Regions from separate parts of the Ovis aries genome. Here region 2 is linked to region 1. The links are chromatin contacts, called in public Hi-C maps. All regions are on one chromosome and are shown on one strand. Each heading gives the region's core, a stretch centred on a gene start, on an enhancer-like site or on the middle of the called end of the contact. The rest is flanking DNA. Distances are from core to core; before and after follow the strand shown.

Region 1 (7,451 bases), core at 1,353-3,852:
TCCCTTAGTTGGGTCTCCTGCCCAAGGCTCTTGGAACCAGGCTCAGATGTCCTTGGAGGAACATGGGAGGAATTCACCAGAAGCTGAAGTCTTTTCCACCAGCCCTTTTAGAATCTCTGTCCCTTCTTCCCTCCCTCAAGGTCTTGTACTTATCAACAAACAACTGGGCCAGCGTCTTCACCCCACTTTACAGATGGGAAAATTGAGGCCCTTAGAGAGACATGATTTAAGCAAAGTTATCCCAGTAGTGACAGAGCTAGTCCGTAAATCACCAGGCTCTGCCATCAATGGGATTCTCCAGGCAAGAATACTGGAGTGGGTTGCCATTCCCTTTTCCAGGGGATCTTCCCCACACAGGAATCGAACCCAGGTCTCCCACGTGGCAGGCAGATTCTTTACTGTCTGAGGCACCAAGGAAGCCCTAAATCTCGTCTCCTAATGCCAAATCCAGCCTCTCTTCTCCGGAACAATTGCTGCCCCCAACTTCCCACCCTAATTATCTAAACCCCAGGGGGAAAATGGAGGGAGGAGAACAAGGCTTACACAAGCCCGAAAAAGGGCTTCTAATAGTTGGAAGAATGTGAGGAGGATGCTTCTACACACCCCTCAAACGCAAGCCGCCTCTCCCTCCAATGTGCCCATTCATTCACTCACTCACCTTTCCACTCGTGCGGTCCTTTGCTCACTAGTCCACCATTTCACTCTGATTCCTTTCAGACCTTCAGTAATTCACCCACTCAGTTCACTCTTTCGCGTATGAATGCACCCTGTCTGTAATTCACCCACTCTTTTTTCTTTTCATGTTGATTTAGCTGCATGGGGTCTTAGTGGCATCAGGCAGGATCTTTTGTTACGGTGCCTGGACTCTCTCATCGTGGCACTCCAGCTCAGTCGTTTAGGTGCAGGCTTAGTTGTTTCGAAGCATATGGGATTTTAGTGCCCCAAGCGGGGCTTGGGCCTGAGTCTCCTGCTTTGCAAGGTGGATTTTTAACCACTGGACCACCAGGGAAGTCCCTCACCCACTCGTTAATTCACTCCTTCATTAATTCACCCACCCACTCACTCATTAATGCCCTCTTTCACTAATTCACCCCCACCTTGCCCTTATTACCAAATCCCCCTGCCTGGCCCTTCCTGCCAACAAAGGAGGACAAGCTCCCAGGCCTCCAGAATCGTAGGTCCTTCTCCCCAGACCTGCACTTTCCACCTCTACCTCGAGACCTTATCTGCCCAGCTAGATCGGGAGCTCTTGCCCCTGTCTGTGTAGCGGGCAGTGAGGGCTGGAGGGGATGAGAAGAAAAACGTTAGGCGTGAATTGAAGGCCACAAGATTAGCAGGGCCCAGTCCCAAACAAAAATGCAGGCCCCTTGCTCAGAATAGCCGAGCATGAAAGCAAACACAGGAGCGTGAGAGGGGAGCTCCTTTGCCCCAGAGTGCACTGCTCGGGTGGCTTGCCCGCGAACCCCGCTCACGAACCCCGCTCTGGAGGGAGGAGAGAAACAAGGGAGATTTGAAAGGGAGGCCAAGAGGGTGGGGGTGGAGGGAAATGGATACCTGCTTGGTGTTTTCCTAACGCCAACTCATTTAATACTCAGACCACCCTTTGAAGTTGATTGTGCATTTTTCTAGAAGAGGAAACTGAGGCTCAGAGAGGAGAATCATTTACCCAGAGTCATGATTAGTAGGTGGTAGGCGCCTGAATGTTAATCCGGGTCTAAGGGACTATAAGCCTCCCTTCTTCCCTGGGGGGTGGGGGAGGCACGGGGTGGAGGGGGGGGAGCTGGAGGAGGTGACAAGGAAAGGGGTGATAGAATCTGTCTGGGCCTGAGCACCTGGGCACTGTGGGGGCTGGTGGTTGCCAGAGTGTGGTCCTGGGGAGCAGGGGAGGGGACCTAGACAGGAGTCTGGGCCTCTCAGTCCTTCCTGCCCCTAGGGAAGGCAAGAAACCGGAAGGGGCCTCCTAGAACGAGGATCTAGAAACCTGGTATGTGGGGCCTGAGACCGACGCTTCTGATTCATGAGCCATGAGACGGCGTTATCTCTATAAGAGGGTTGAAGTCAATGATTTGGGAAGTTCCTGAGTTAGGGCGTCTTGGAGGTGGGCTGTCAGTGTCTGGGGGCGCGTGTGAGCATGTCAGTATCAGCATGACTTGGGGTGACAGTGACTCAGAGGGTGGCTGAGTCAGGGTCCAGTGAGTGCTGGAGAAACAGCATGTGTCCGTCGTCTCACAGGACTGGTAACACGTTATTGGGGTGTTAGGGCCCCCCATCTGTTGTAAGAGCACCCTGGTGTCAGCCAGAAACCAACAGACAGCCAAATCCCCAGGGCCCCGCCCAGCCAGTCCACCGGGGTGGGGGGGGGGAGCCGATTAACCATTAACCCCCACCCCTCCCCAGCAGAGCCTCCACCCCTGCGCAGAGGCTAGGCCCAGACTCCCGGCAGACCCTCCCAGAGGACGGTTTGAAACGCAGGAAGGCAGAGAGGGCAGCTGGGAGGAGGCGGTGGGAGGGCGGAGCGCAGAGGCCGGGGCTCAGCCCAGAGCCTTCGGGGTGGGCATCCTGGGCAGGGCAGGCGGCCGAGGCGGGGAGAGGGAGGATGCGCCTCTCCAAAACCCTTGTCGACATGGACATGGCCGACTACAGTGCTGCGCTGGACCCAGCCTACACCACCCTGGAGTTTGAGAATGTGCAGGTGTTGACGATGGGCAATGGTAGGTGGGGGCAGGTGTGCCCAGGTGTGCCAGGTGGGGGCAGGTGTACCCAGGTACCGGAGCGAGTCTGACGCACTGGGTTTGGGGCTGGGGGGACAGCGGTAGCTGAGCGTGGTGGTCCCGTCAGTGAGGGCACAGGTGTTGCCAGGTGAAGTCAATGTTCCCAGGTACAGTGACCAGAAGCCTTCGGGGTGGTGGCGGGGGGCGGGGTGGTCTGCCAGGGCCATCTGCAGCAAGAGTAGGCCCTGGGTGTTCCTGCCAGGCCTTCGTGGTCCCTGTGACCAAAGCTGTCGCTGTGCAGCATGTCACTGGGAGCGGGGACTTCATGGTGAGCGTCCTCTCGGCATCCAGCCCCAGCCATTGGGCCCAGCATGACCTCTGCTTGAACCCCTTGGGCCGAGGTCCAGAGAGATGGAAAGGTTATGTCCCGTCCCCAGAGACGGTGGATGGAGACATGACTGTGTTTCAGGGTGTCTTTGGGACTTTCCTGGGGTGAACGCCCCACTTAGAGAAAATGGAGTTCTCAGGGAGGTTTTGCTAAATGAGATGGGGATCAACAGTGCGCATGGGCACGCGCATTGTGTGTGTGTGTGTGTGTGTGTGTGCGCACACGCACAAGCTCACTGGTATGCGATTGTAACCTCCCATTGGCATGGGTGCTTGAATTTCCATGTACACACGTGGGCAAGCGGTGGACTTTGTTGCAAATGTATGTCTGCAGGAACCCATTTGCATGTTTGTGTTCACTGGTCTGTGTGTGCACGTGTTCTGCATTTGTTTCTAGTTGCATTTCTTCTTTGAGTGGGTCCGTGTTTGTTGTTATCTCTAGGGATATCTGTGTTTATCTTGCTTATGTCCATAAGTGGCGATGAGTGTGTGTACAGTAAGCGGCAATGTGTGTATACGGTAAGCAGTGATGAGTGTGTATGTGTGTCCATGACGTTTGCACGTATGAGCTCTGGACGTGGATTGGTTTGTGCGTCCTGGGTTTCCTGGACATATATCCAGTTTGGGCATCCTGTCTCGTGCCCCTATTTGTACCTGCTTGTGTACGTGTGCACATCCCCGTCCTGGGGGGTCAGCTCTCTTCAGCGCTCATGTGATATGCCGTTGCCATTCACACACGCGAGTCACATCAGCAACACGTCCATTTGTCTCAGACCAGATTGCGTTGCCTGTGTGTCTCCCCAGGTTTGTACATCCGCTCCCGTTATCACTGAGAGCACATCTCCTCCACAAGGAGGTGGGGGAAGGGAGGAGGCTTGGAAGCCAGGATGCGGGGACCTGACCAGTCACAAGCCAGCCTGAGGAGGAGGGCAGCCCACCTGCCTTCCTTCCATGGTTCTGCAGCTTTAGCCAAGCTCTGTAGCACTTGAGTCAGCTCAGCTCAGCCAGAGGGAGGTATTTGCCCTGCCCGTGGTCAGTGGGCGTGATGCGTGGTCGCTCTCACCATTTGCTCACCTCCCCCTGCCATTCACTCACTGTGTGACCTTGGGCATGTCACCTCCCCTCTCCTGGCTCCTTCTGCAGAATGGGCTTAGTCACTCCAGGCCTGCTGGCTTTCAGGAGTGTCCAGGGATCACGTGAGGGAGCTGAGGGGAAAACATGTAGGACACAGTAAACAGGAAGCTGCTGCACTCGGTGGGGTGTGTGTGACCCCAGAGACAGCGTGCGAGACACCGACCACCGTCTAGCCCTGGACTGTCCCATCACCCCTTCAGAGTGGGTGCCTCCAGCTCCCAGGAAGTGTGTGTCCCCGAGGCAGGGGCTAAGCTCCTTACGGGATGTCCTAAAGACAGGCCAGCTCTAGCTCTGGAGCCAGAAAGATCAGGGCTCCAATTCTGGCATCCATCCTTCCTACCAGTGTAAACTTATGAAGCCATTTTCCTCTCTGAGCCTCAATTTTCTCATCTGTAAAATGAGAATAAATCATAGTGCCTGCCTCCCAGGGCTAACCAGAGGATCCCATGTGATAAGGCACCTGAGGGCTTAGCACTGGTAACTGGTCCTGCGCCCTCCATGAGTCAGGTCAGGAACTCTGAGCATCTTTAAGAAGGGTCTACATTCCCCATTGGAGTTTGAAGTGGGCCAGAAAGTTGGGGCGATGTTTTGCATATGTGCTGGGTTGGTAGCTCAAAGGTTCTAAGCTCCCTACCCACCTCCCATCCCTGATTCAGAAGGACCAGGGGGTCCTTTATCAGAGGCTCCAGCAGACACGCCAACAGGACAGCACTGGCCAGATCAGCACCAGCCTGCATGCCTGGACCATAAATCTGACTCCTTTACTTAGCAGCAGTGTGATCTCTGGGAAGGTCCTGTCCTTTCTGAGCCTTGATGTTCTCACCTGGAGAATGGGCACCATCCCCTGACCCTGGGGTGTAGGATGAGCTACTTGGCAGCACCCAGCCTATCCTGCCCAGGATGTGTGAGCCCTTCCCCCAGTCTCCGCCTGAGTTGTAGGGTCAGCTGTCCCGGTGGTTGGAGGAGGCAAGGCTGGAGGAGAAAGGGCACCAATGCAGCTTAACAATTATCCTCATCTCCAGGAATAATTCACCAAGTGGAGGGGGCCGTGCTCCTGGGCACCCTCGGAGGCGACGAGATGTTCAGCCAGGACATGACAGAAATGAGATGTGGCAGTGTGTCCGCTTGTGCCTGGAGGCTGGAAATCATCTGCTCCCAGAGTCGTCTTTTGCAGAAAAGTTTTTATTTTACAAACACTGATATAGTGCTTCTTACCTGCCAAGCACTTCACACATATTGATTCACTGAACATTCATAACAGCCCTAGAGATTATTATGTGCCCCATTTCACAAGCAGAGAAGGCAATGGCAACCCACTCCCTGGAGAATCCCAGGGACGGGGGAGCCTTGTGGGCTGCCGTCTATGGGGGTCACACAGAGTCGGACACGACTGAAGCGACTTAGCAGCAACAGCATTTCACAAGTGAGGAAATGAAGGCACTGAGAAATACATTAATGTGGCCAAGGTCCCATGGCTAAGAAGTGAGCAGGCTCGGATTTAAACTGGGCAGAAGGGCTAGAGAGATTACGCTCTTAACCACAGCACTATATCCCTGTCCAGTGCTTAGCTAGATGTTCCCTAGGAGCCCAAGATTGGATTCAGGGTGAAAACACGTGTGTGTGTGTGTGTATGACTTTGTGTGTTGTGTGTCTGTAAGCATTTTCCTGGGGAGATGGTTCACAGTGTCATCTTCTCTAAGAGGTCTATCCTCGGTGGAAGAGTTGCTTATAAAAATGAGGGTTCAGTTGCGGAAATATAAGATAAAATTGAAAACGACTGAACCAGTCAATCTGCCCTCTTTTGCAATTAGGGAAACTGAGGCCCAGGGGAAACTGAAGCAAGGAAAAGGAACTTGCCCAAGGTCACAGACGACTTAAGAGGCAGCACTAGTCACCAAGACCACAGCCATCTACCTCTTATCCCCCTCCTCACATAGATTCAGCAGGTGGTTTTTTTTTTTTTTTTTTTTTTTTTACCCCACGGTGTGTGGGAATCTTACTTCCCTGACCAGGACTCAAACCCACTCACCTTGCACTGGACATGCAGAGTCTTAACCACTGGACCACCAGGGAAGTCCCAGTGCAGTAGCTTTTGCTGTGGGGTGCCCAGATCCTTGCTATGATCCTCCCAGGAGGGCAAACAAGCCACTGTCCTTGACGTATGTCTTCCTGTTTCCTGGCAGAATTTGCAAGGCCCCTGAGTACCAAGTTGAGACTCACCCAGCCTTGGTCACTCAGTAAGAAATAGGACTTGGTTCTGGAGATGATGGGGGAATATTTACCCCTCTCATAGCCCCCTCTGCCCAGCCAATCAGGGTCCATAACTGTTGGACGCATCCTAGGAGACAGCCAGTTTCTTCATTCCTTCCCAGAGAAAGCTGAGGCTAGCGATTGCCACCATGGGGAGGAGCAGACCCTCGTTAAACAACTCTGCGAAGTCAGTGTCACAACCATCCCTAAGTTATGGATGCAAAATGGGAGTTCCAAAACAGCAAGGAACTTGCCCAAGTTCTTTGAGGGGGGTCAGTAGCACCTGGATCTAGCTGAGGCTGAAGCTCTGGAAAGATCCCTACAAGGTTCACTTCCTTTTCTGAATATAAACCACCAGGACAGCAGGGCCTCTGAGAGGTGACTTCCTGCCCCTCCTGCGTCCTCACTCTTTGCTTTTCCGGTGCAGACACATCCCCATCAGAGGGTGCCAACCTCAATGCACCCAACAGCCTGGGTGTCAGCGCCCTGTGCGCCATCTGCGGGGACCGGGCCACGGGCAAGCACTACGGTGCCTCGAGCTGTGACGGCTGCAAGGGCTTCTTCCGGAGAAGTGTGAGGAAGAACCACATGTACTCCTGCAGGTGAGGAGCCTCGATTTCTCCATCTGGGAAACGGGTGCACTTGGGCTGATGTTCCCCTGGGGTCTGTCTTCTCCCTGGGTAGGTCTTGGAGCCATCTGCCCTTCAAGGCCTTCAAGCCTCTGATTTCTTCACCCTTGCAGATCAGATGGGAGTGTCTATTCTAGTCATCCCTTTATTGAACACTTACTATGTTCTGGGCACCATACTAAGTTTTTGCCTGTATTAACTGCTCCCGGAAGCTCTTCGTGATTTTTCCCATTTAGCAAATGGGGACCTCTGAGGCTTAAGATCAAGTCTCCTCTGAAACCACAGAGGATGAGGCCCATCCCCCAACCTGGCACTTTTTCTGTGGTGAATAGGGGGTTGG
Region 2 (7,451 bases), core at 1,705-4,204, 63 kb after region 1:
TTTTGAGATTCATCCATATTGCTTACATATCAATAGCTTCTTTTTATTGCTAATATAAGTAATAAATATATATTATATATAATAATAAAATATAAAATAATGCTATACTATATGATGATATATAACTGTATTAATATAATATAAATATAATAATATAAAATGAATATATATTCGCAATAAAAAGAAGCCATTGATATGTATGGGCTTCACAGGTGCCTCAGAGGGTAAATAATCTGCCTGCAGTATAGGAGATGCATAGGTTTGTTCCTTGGGTCGGGAAGATTCCCTGGAGGAGGGCATGGCAACCCATGCCAGTATTCTTGCCTAGAGAATTCCAAGGACAGACGAACCTGGCGGGCTACTGTCCATCAAGTCACAAAGAGTCAGACATGACTGAAGTGACATAGCATACAGGCACTCACACATATCTACTCTGTGATATGTATAAACATACATATACATATATAGTAATATATATATATCAGTTTTTTAATCCCATCCTCCTGTGGATGAACATTTTTTCCCCAGTTTTTTTGGCTATTACAAATAAAGCTGCTAAGAACATTCATGTACACACTTTTTAGTATCCAAATGCTTTCATTAATCTTGGGTAAATAAACCTAGGAGTATGTTTGCTGTGCATGCTAAGTCGCTTCAGTCATGTCCAATTCTTTGTGACCCCATGGACTGTAGCCCGCCAGGCTCCTCTGTCCATGGGATTCTCCAGGTAGGAACACTGGATGGGTTGCCATTTCCTTCTTCCAGTGATCTTCCTGACCCAGGGATTGAACCCACGTCTCCTGTGTCCCCTGCATTGCAAGTTGGATTCTTTACCCACCGAGCCATCAATTGCTAGTTCATATTTTGATAAGTGTATGTTTAACTTTTTAAAAAATGTATTTATTTGACTGTTTCAGGTCTTAGTTGTGGCACACAGGATCTTTTCTAGTTGTGGATGCAAACTCAGTAGCCGCATGTGAACTTCTTGGTTACGGCATGAGGAACCCAGTTCCCTGACCGGGAATTGAATCTGGGCCCCCTGCATTGGGAGCGTGGAGTCCGAGCCACTGGACCACCAGGGAAGTCCCATATTTAACTTTTCAAGAAACTTCTGCAAACTAGTTTCCAAAGTAATTGTACCATCTTGCATTTCCACCTGCAGTGTACGAAAGTTCCAAGTGCCATAGTCAGTCTTTTCAATTTTAACCATTCTAGATGTACTAGTTTTTTCTTTTTTAACCTATGGATCCCATAGACAGTTTCTCAGATTTTCTGAGCCTCTGTTTTCCCATGTATAAAATGGAGATAATCATGTCAGCTTTGAAAGGTGGCTCAGCAGTAAAGAATCTGCTTGCAATGCAAGGGACGGGGGAGACGAGGGTTTGATCCCTTGGTTGGGAAGATCTCCTAGAGGAGGAAATGGCAACCCACTCCACTATTCTTGCCTGAAAACCCCCATGGGCAGAAGGAGCCTGGGGAACTACAGTTCATAGGGTCACAAAAGAATCAGATGTGACTGAGCACAGCAGATCAGCAAGTTGGAAAGGTAGTGAAGACGTAGTTAAATGGCGCATACAGAGATGAGTGCACAGTAAACGCTTCATAAAAGGTGGCTATTTTATTACAAGTGAACCCCAGCCACTCTATGGACTGGTGACGTATCCCAGGACACAGCAACCTCAACTAGATGTAATGACTGCCTCCTTTGCGCTGAGTCAGTGCTGTTAGCCTGGAAGAATAATGATAGTGGCATTGACGGTACCAGGCACTATTCTTGGTGCCTGTGTGTGTTTGATCCTTATAAAGCCCTGTGAGGGGGGTGATTGTTTTCTTCCACTTTACAGATGAGAAAACTAAGTTGTAGGAGCCAGGTACTGGTCAAGGTCACACAGCAGTTCATATGATGGTGCCGGGTTTTGAACCTAGGTCAGTCTGATTGGGGGTCCACAGGTCTTGTAACGAAGGACCTGGCTCAGGACTAGCAAGATGGCCCCATCGTAAAAGTGTGTCTCAGACTTCCCTCGTGGTCTAGCAGTTAAGACTCTGTGCTTCCACTGCAGGGGACAAGGGTTCCATCCCTGGTTAGGGAACTAAGATCCCACATGCCGTGTGGCACGGCCAAAAAATGAAAAAAAAAAAAAAAGGTTTTTAAAAGAAGGAATAATAAAAGTAATAACTGATAATAATACACGCATGCATGCTAAGTCACTTCAGTCATGTCCGACTCTTTGTGACCCTATGGATTGTAGCCCCGCCAGGCTCGTCTGTCCATAGGATTCTCCAGGCAATCCTGCAGTGGGTTGCCATGCCCTCTTCCAGGGAATCTTCCTGACCCAGGGATCAAAACTGAGTCTCTTGCATTGCAGGCAGATTCTTTACCGCTGAGCCACCAGGTAAGCCCAATTGGTAATGAAAGGTATCTTAAAAAATAATACAGTGAGACTGAGCTAGGCAGGCTCTTCAGCTGGTCCTGGTAGAGAGGGGGTGAGATGTCTCACGCCCCTCTGGTCTCCTCACCGTTCCAGGCCCTGTCTGGGAAATGCTTCAGTCTGCCTGCCCGCACCTCCATCAGTCATCCTGACTCAGGTTAGAAAATCAGTGTGTGAACAGAAAAGTACAGCTGGGCCCTCACCATTTCTGAGAAATCCATACAACCGGCCCACACCACGTCTTCATCTCAAGTCAGAGAGCTGACCAGCTGTATCCTGGGTCCTGATTCTGAGGCTCTCAGGAGCAAAAAAGTTTGGCACGCAGAGAAACAAATCTCTGGCTCACTGGGGTTATGGATCACAAGCTCTGTTACGACCCCCTCATGGGGTCAGGCGTGCCTGGCACTTGCCAAGCCCCTGGCTTCTCCAGCCTTGGTCTGGACACTTGTCTGGACACTTGTCAAGCCAAGTCAGGCTCTGGATGGCTGATTGAGCAACCCGTGACCTCACACTGGGTCAGATCCATCAGGTGAGCATCTGGTTAAGAGCAGGGAACATTTTGTTCTTCAGAATCACAGGGCCAAAGAGTATGAACCTGCCCATCCACAATTCAAACCCCTGACACAGCCATTTCCTTCAGGTAAGTTCCTTCACCGCCCTGAGTTCCCCTCTGCTAAATGCAGGTTAACAAGCTTCTCCACCTTCCAGGACTGTTGTGAGATTCAGGTAATGAGTGTCAAGGGATGGCACAGACATTGGCAGACACTCAATAAGGGGGAGTTATTATCACAAATGGGGGCACTGAACACCAAATAGAAAACAGTAAGTTATACATACAGTGGATGAGACCCACTGGAGAGCCAGGCTGCCCAGGTTCAGAATCAGGCTGCCCCATCACGTTCTGTGTGGCCATGAAAACCTTTCTGAGTCTCAGTTTTCTTCTCTGTAAAATGGGAATAATAATAATAGGGTTATGAGGATTTAGTTAGATTTAATATGCTGGGAGAAGTGCCTGGCACATAATAATCACTTGATAAGCATTAACTATTTTTGATTAGTCACACAAGTTAGTCGTGGCACTGAAATCACACCAGTAAGGGTGTTTTACAGGATTAACAGGGATGGGAACTCATGTTTAGTGACCACCTTCTATGCACTTGGTGCTCCCAGAAGCCATATATTCAGAGATGTGTATTTGTACACACATCATTAACACGCAGTGAGGTGGGTGCTTCTACTTTCATTTCTTCAAAACTTTCTACAAAAACAAACCACAGATGCAGAAAATCATGCAAATTAATTTTGTATCTTAGTGAATTATCACGAGGAAAATGCCCTTATAAGCACCACCCAGGTCACAAAACAGAACCCTGTAGTCGCCCCAGAGGCCCCTCTGTGTACCCCATCCTAATCACAGCCACTCTCCACACAAATAGCTGCTTACCTGACTTTTATAGTAATTATATCCTTGCATTTCTTAATGGTTTAAGCATCCAAGTGTGCATCCCTAGACAGTATCAGTTCACTTCAGCTCAGTTCAGTTCATTTCAGTCGCTCAGTCGTGTCCGACTCTTTGCCACCCCATGAATCGCAGAACGCCAGGTCTCCCTGCCCATCACCAATTTCCAGAGTTCACTCAAACTCGCGTCCATCAAGTCCGTGATGCCATCCAGCCATCTCATCCTCTGTCGTCCCCTTCTTCTCCTGCCCCCAGTCCCTCCCAGCATCAAAGTCTTTTCCAATGAGTCAACTCTTCGCATGAGGTGGCCAAAGTACTGGAGTTTCAGCTTTAGCATCATTCCTTCCAAAAGAAATCCCAGGGCTGATCTCCTTCAGAATGGACTGGTTAGATCTCCTTGCAGTCCAGGGGACTCTCAAGTGTCTTCTCCAACACCACAGTTCAAAAGCATCAGTTCTTCGGTGCTCAGCCTTCTTCACAGTCCAACTCTCACATCCATACATGACCACTGGAAAACCATAGCCTTGACTAGATGGACCTTTGTTGGCAAAGTAATGTCTCTGCTTTTGAATATGCTATCTAGGTTGGTGATAACTTTCCTTCCAAGGAGTAAGCGTCTTTTAATTTCATGGCTGCAATCACCATCTGCAGTGATTTTGGAGCCCAAAAAAATAAAGTTTGACTCTGTTTCCACTGTTTCCCATCTATTTCCCATGAAGTGATGGGACCGGATGCCATGATCTTTGTTTTCTGAATGTTGAGCTTTAAGCCAACTTTTTCACTCTCCTCTTTCACTTTCATCAAGAGGCTTTTTAGTTCCTCTTCACTTTCTGCCATAAGGGTGGTGTCATCTGCATATCTGAGGTTATTGATATTTCTCCCAGCAATCTTGATTCCAGCTTGTGCTTCTTCCAGTCCAGCATTTCTCATGATGTACTCTGCATATAAGTTAAATAAGCAGGGTGACAATATACAGCCTTGACATACTCCTTTTCCTATTTGGAACCAGTCTATTGTTCCATGTCCAGTTCTAACTGTTGCTTCCTGACCTGAGTATAGGTTTCTCAAGAGGCAGGTTAGGTGGTCTGGTATTCCCATCTCTTTCAGAATTTTCCACAGTTTATTGTGATCCACACAGTCAAAGGCTTTGGTATAGTCAATAAAGCAGAAATAGATGATTTTCTGGAACTCTCTTGCTTTTTCGATCATCCAGCAGATGTTGGCAATTTAATCTCTGGTTCCTCTGCCTTTTCTAAAACCAGCTTGAACATCTGGGAGTTCACAGTTCACGTATTGCTGAAGCCTGGCTTAGAGAATTTTGAGCATTACTTTACTAGCATGTGAGATGAATGCAATTGTGCAGTAGTTTGAGCATTCTTTGGCATTGCCTTTCTTTGGGATTGGAATGAAAACTGACATTTTCCAGTCCTGTGGCCACTGCTGAGTTTTCCCAAGTTGCTGGCATATTGAGTGCAATACTTTCATAGCATCATCTTTGACAATTTGAAATAGCTCAACTGGAATTCCATCACCTCCACTAGCTTTGTTCATAGTGATGCTTTCTAAGGCCCACTTGACTTCACATTCCAGGATGTCTGGCTTTAGGCGAGTGATCACACCATTGTGATTATCTGGGTCATGAAGATCTTTTTTGTACAGTTCTTCTGTGTATTTTTGCCACCTCTTCTTAATATCTTCTGCTTCTGTTAGGTCCATACTATTTCTGTCCCTTATAGAGCTCATCTTTGCATGAAATGTTCCCTTGGTATCTCTAATTTTCTTGAAGAGATCTCTAATCTTTCCCATTCTGTTGTTTTCCTCTATTTCTTTGCATTGATCACTGAGGAAGGCTTTCTTGTCTCTCCTTGCTATTCTTTGGAACTCTGCATTCAAGTGGGTATATCCGTCCTTTTCTCCTTTGCTTTTCGCTTCCCTTATTTCCACAGCTATTTGTAAGGCCTCCTCAGACAGCCATTTTGCTTTTTTGCATTTCTTTTCCATGGGGATGGTCTTGATCCCTGTCTCTTGTACAATGTGATGGACCTCTATCCATAGTTCATCAGGCACTCTGTCCATCAGATCTAGTCCCTTAAATCTATTTCTCATTTCCACTGTATAATCATAAGGGATTTGATTTAGGTCATACCTGAATGGTCTAGCGGTTTTCCCTACTTTCTTCAATTTAAGTCTGAATTTGGCAATAAGGAGTTCATGATCTGAGCCACAGTCAGCTCCCGGTCTTGTTTAATTTCACAAAAAGATGCTTTTCTTAATCTATTATTAGGTTACTTGGTGGTAGAATTCATATTGGAAAGGCATTATACTTTTTCAATTCCATCTTCAGAAGATAAGCAATTCGTGTTTTTGCCAAATATTATGAACTCAGGTACTGAAGCATATTTGATGTTTCAGTTAACGGCAAGTATTGTCTTTGTTGCAGCTGAAATTGTCCCATCTTCAGGTTGATTTCCAAGTCCTTTGGATGTGACCCTAGGGCCTTTGATAGCTTCCTTATTATCTGATATGACAAGACATTCCAGGCTTATCTTGCATATTTCCTACTGCTGATCTGGAATCAGCAGTTTCTCTAGGAGGTCCTTATATTTTTTTAAAGAGAAAATAGGCTTTCAAGACTAGAATCTGAGTGGTAGGTACTGCTAGATTAGTCATTGTTTCTGTGCTATTTTAGTGGCTAGAACTAAATATTTATATATATACAAATATTTATAAACATATAGATACATGTACACACATATGTATATTTTATGTACGTATATTGTTGTTGTTTGTTTAGTCACTAAGTCGTGTCCAGCTCTTTTTGAAACCCCATGGCTACAGCCCACCAGGGTCCTCTGTCCATGGGATTTTCCAGGCAAGAATACTGGAGTGGGTTGCCATTCTTTCTCCAGGGGATCTTCCTGACCCAGGGATCAAACCCATGTCTCCTGCATTGGCAAACAGATTCTTTACCAGCCACCTGGGAGGCCCATGTATGTCTATACACATATACATAAATATGCTTTCTGCGTATCATTAAGAAAAACTATGGCCTGTTCTCTGAGATTTTCTGGCTCCGTTTCCCATCCCTATCTTCATCTAGTCCTTCTGCTTTTTTTTGATTCCCTTCCCAATAGTTTCTCTCCAACACAGGGCCTGCCCTGGAAGAACTGGTGGCTATTTCAAGAACTCAGAGAAGGGTCTTTCCTGGTGGTCCAGAGCCTAAGACTCCACACTCCCAGTTCAGGGGGCCTGGGTTGGCTCCCTGGTTCAGGGAACTAGATTCTACAAGCTGTAACTAAGTGTTTGCATGCCACAACTAAAGATCCCATGTGATGCAGCAAAAATCGAAGATCTCGTGTGCCGCAACTGAGATCCAGAGCCACCAAATTAATAAACATTAAAAAGTCAGAATTTAGGTTGAGGGTTTCCCTGGTGGCTCAATGGTAAAGAATCCACCAGCCAATGCAGAAGATATGAGTTTGAAGATGCCAAAGGGAGATGTGGGTTGGGAAGATCCCCTGGAGAAGGAAATGGCAACATACTCCAGTATTCTGACTTGGGAA

What was found. A called contact is a pair of places that touch in the nucleus more often than the background predicts.
Region 2: a contact with region 1 is called in a Hi-C map of liver, with 5 times the contacts expected there. The contact joins the enhancer-like site here to the promoter of HNF4A in region 1. A contact is called at or near these places in 8 of 16 Hi-C or Micro-C datasets (blood, hypothalamus, liver and 3 more).

What each region holds. Positions count from the first base shown.
Region 1 is chr13:72,776,889-72,784,339 of ARS-UI_Ramb_v3.0, forward strand. HNF4A (hepatocyte nuclear factor 4 alpha) reads left to right here and starts at 2,603. Exons shown (of 10, transcript NM_001205153.1): 1 at 2,603-2,711; 2 at 6,910-7,084. The coding sequence starts at 2,624.
Region 2 is chr13:72,839,832-72,847,282 of ARS-UI_Ramb_v3.0, forward strand. It overlaps LOC114117633 (a long non-coding RNA gene), which reads left to right. Exons shown (of 3, transcript XR_003591289.3): 3 at 1-2,665. Among named protein-coding and RNA genes, the nearest start is that of TTPAL, 7.4 kb to the right of the region's middle. Within about 2 kb of position 2,955, at least 3 of the 54 cell types and tissues checked have an H3K27ac peak or open chromatin away from gene starts, as enhancers often do. A contact at or near this core is called in liver, where this site is marked.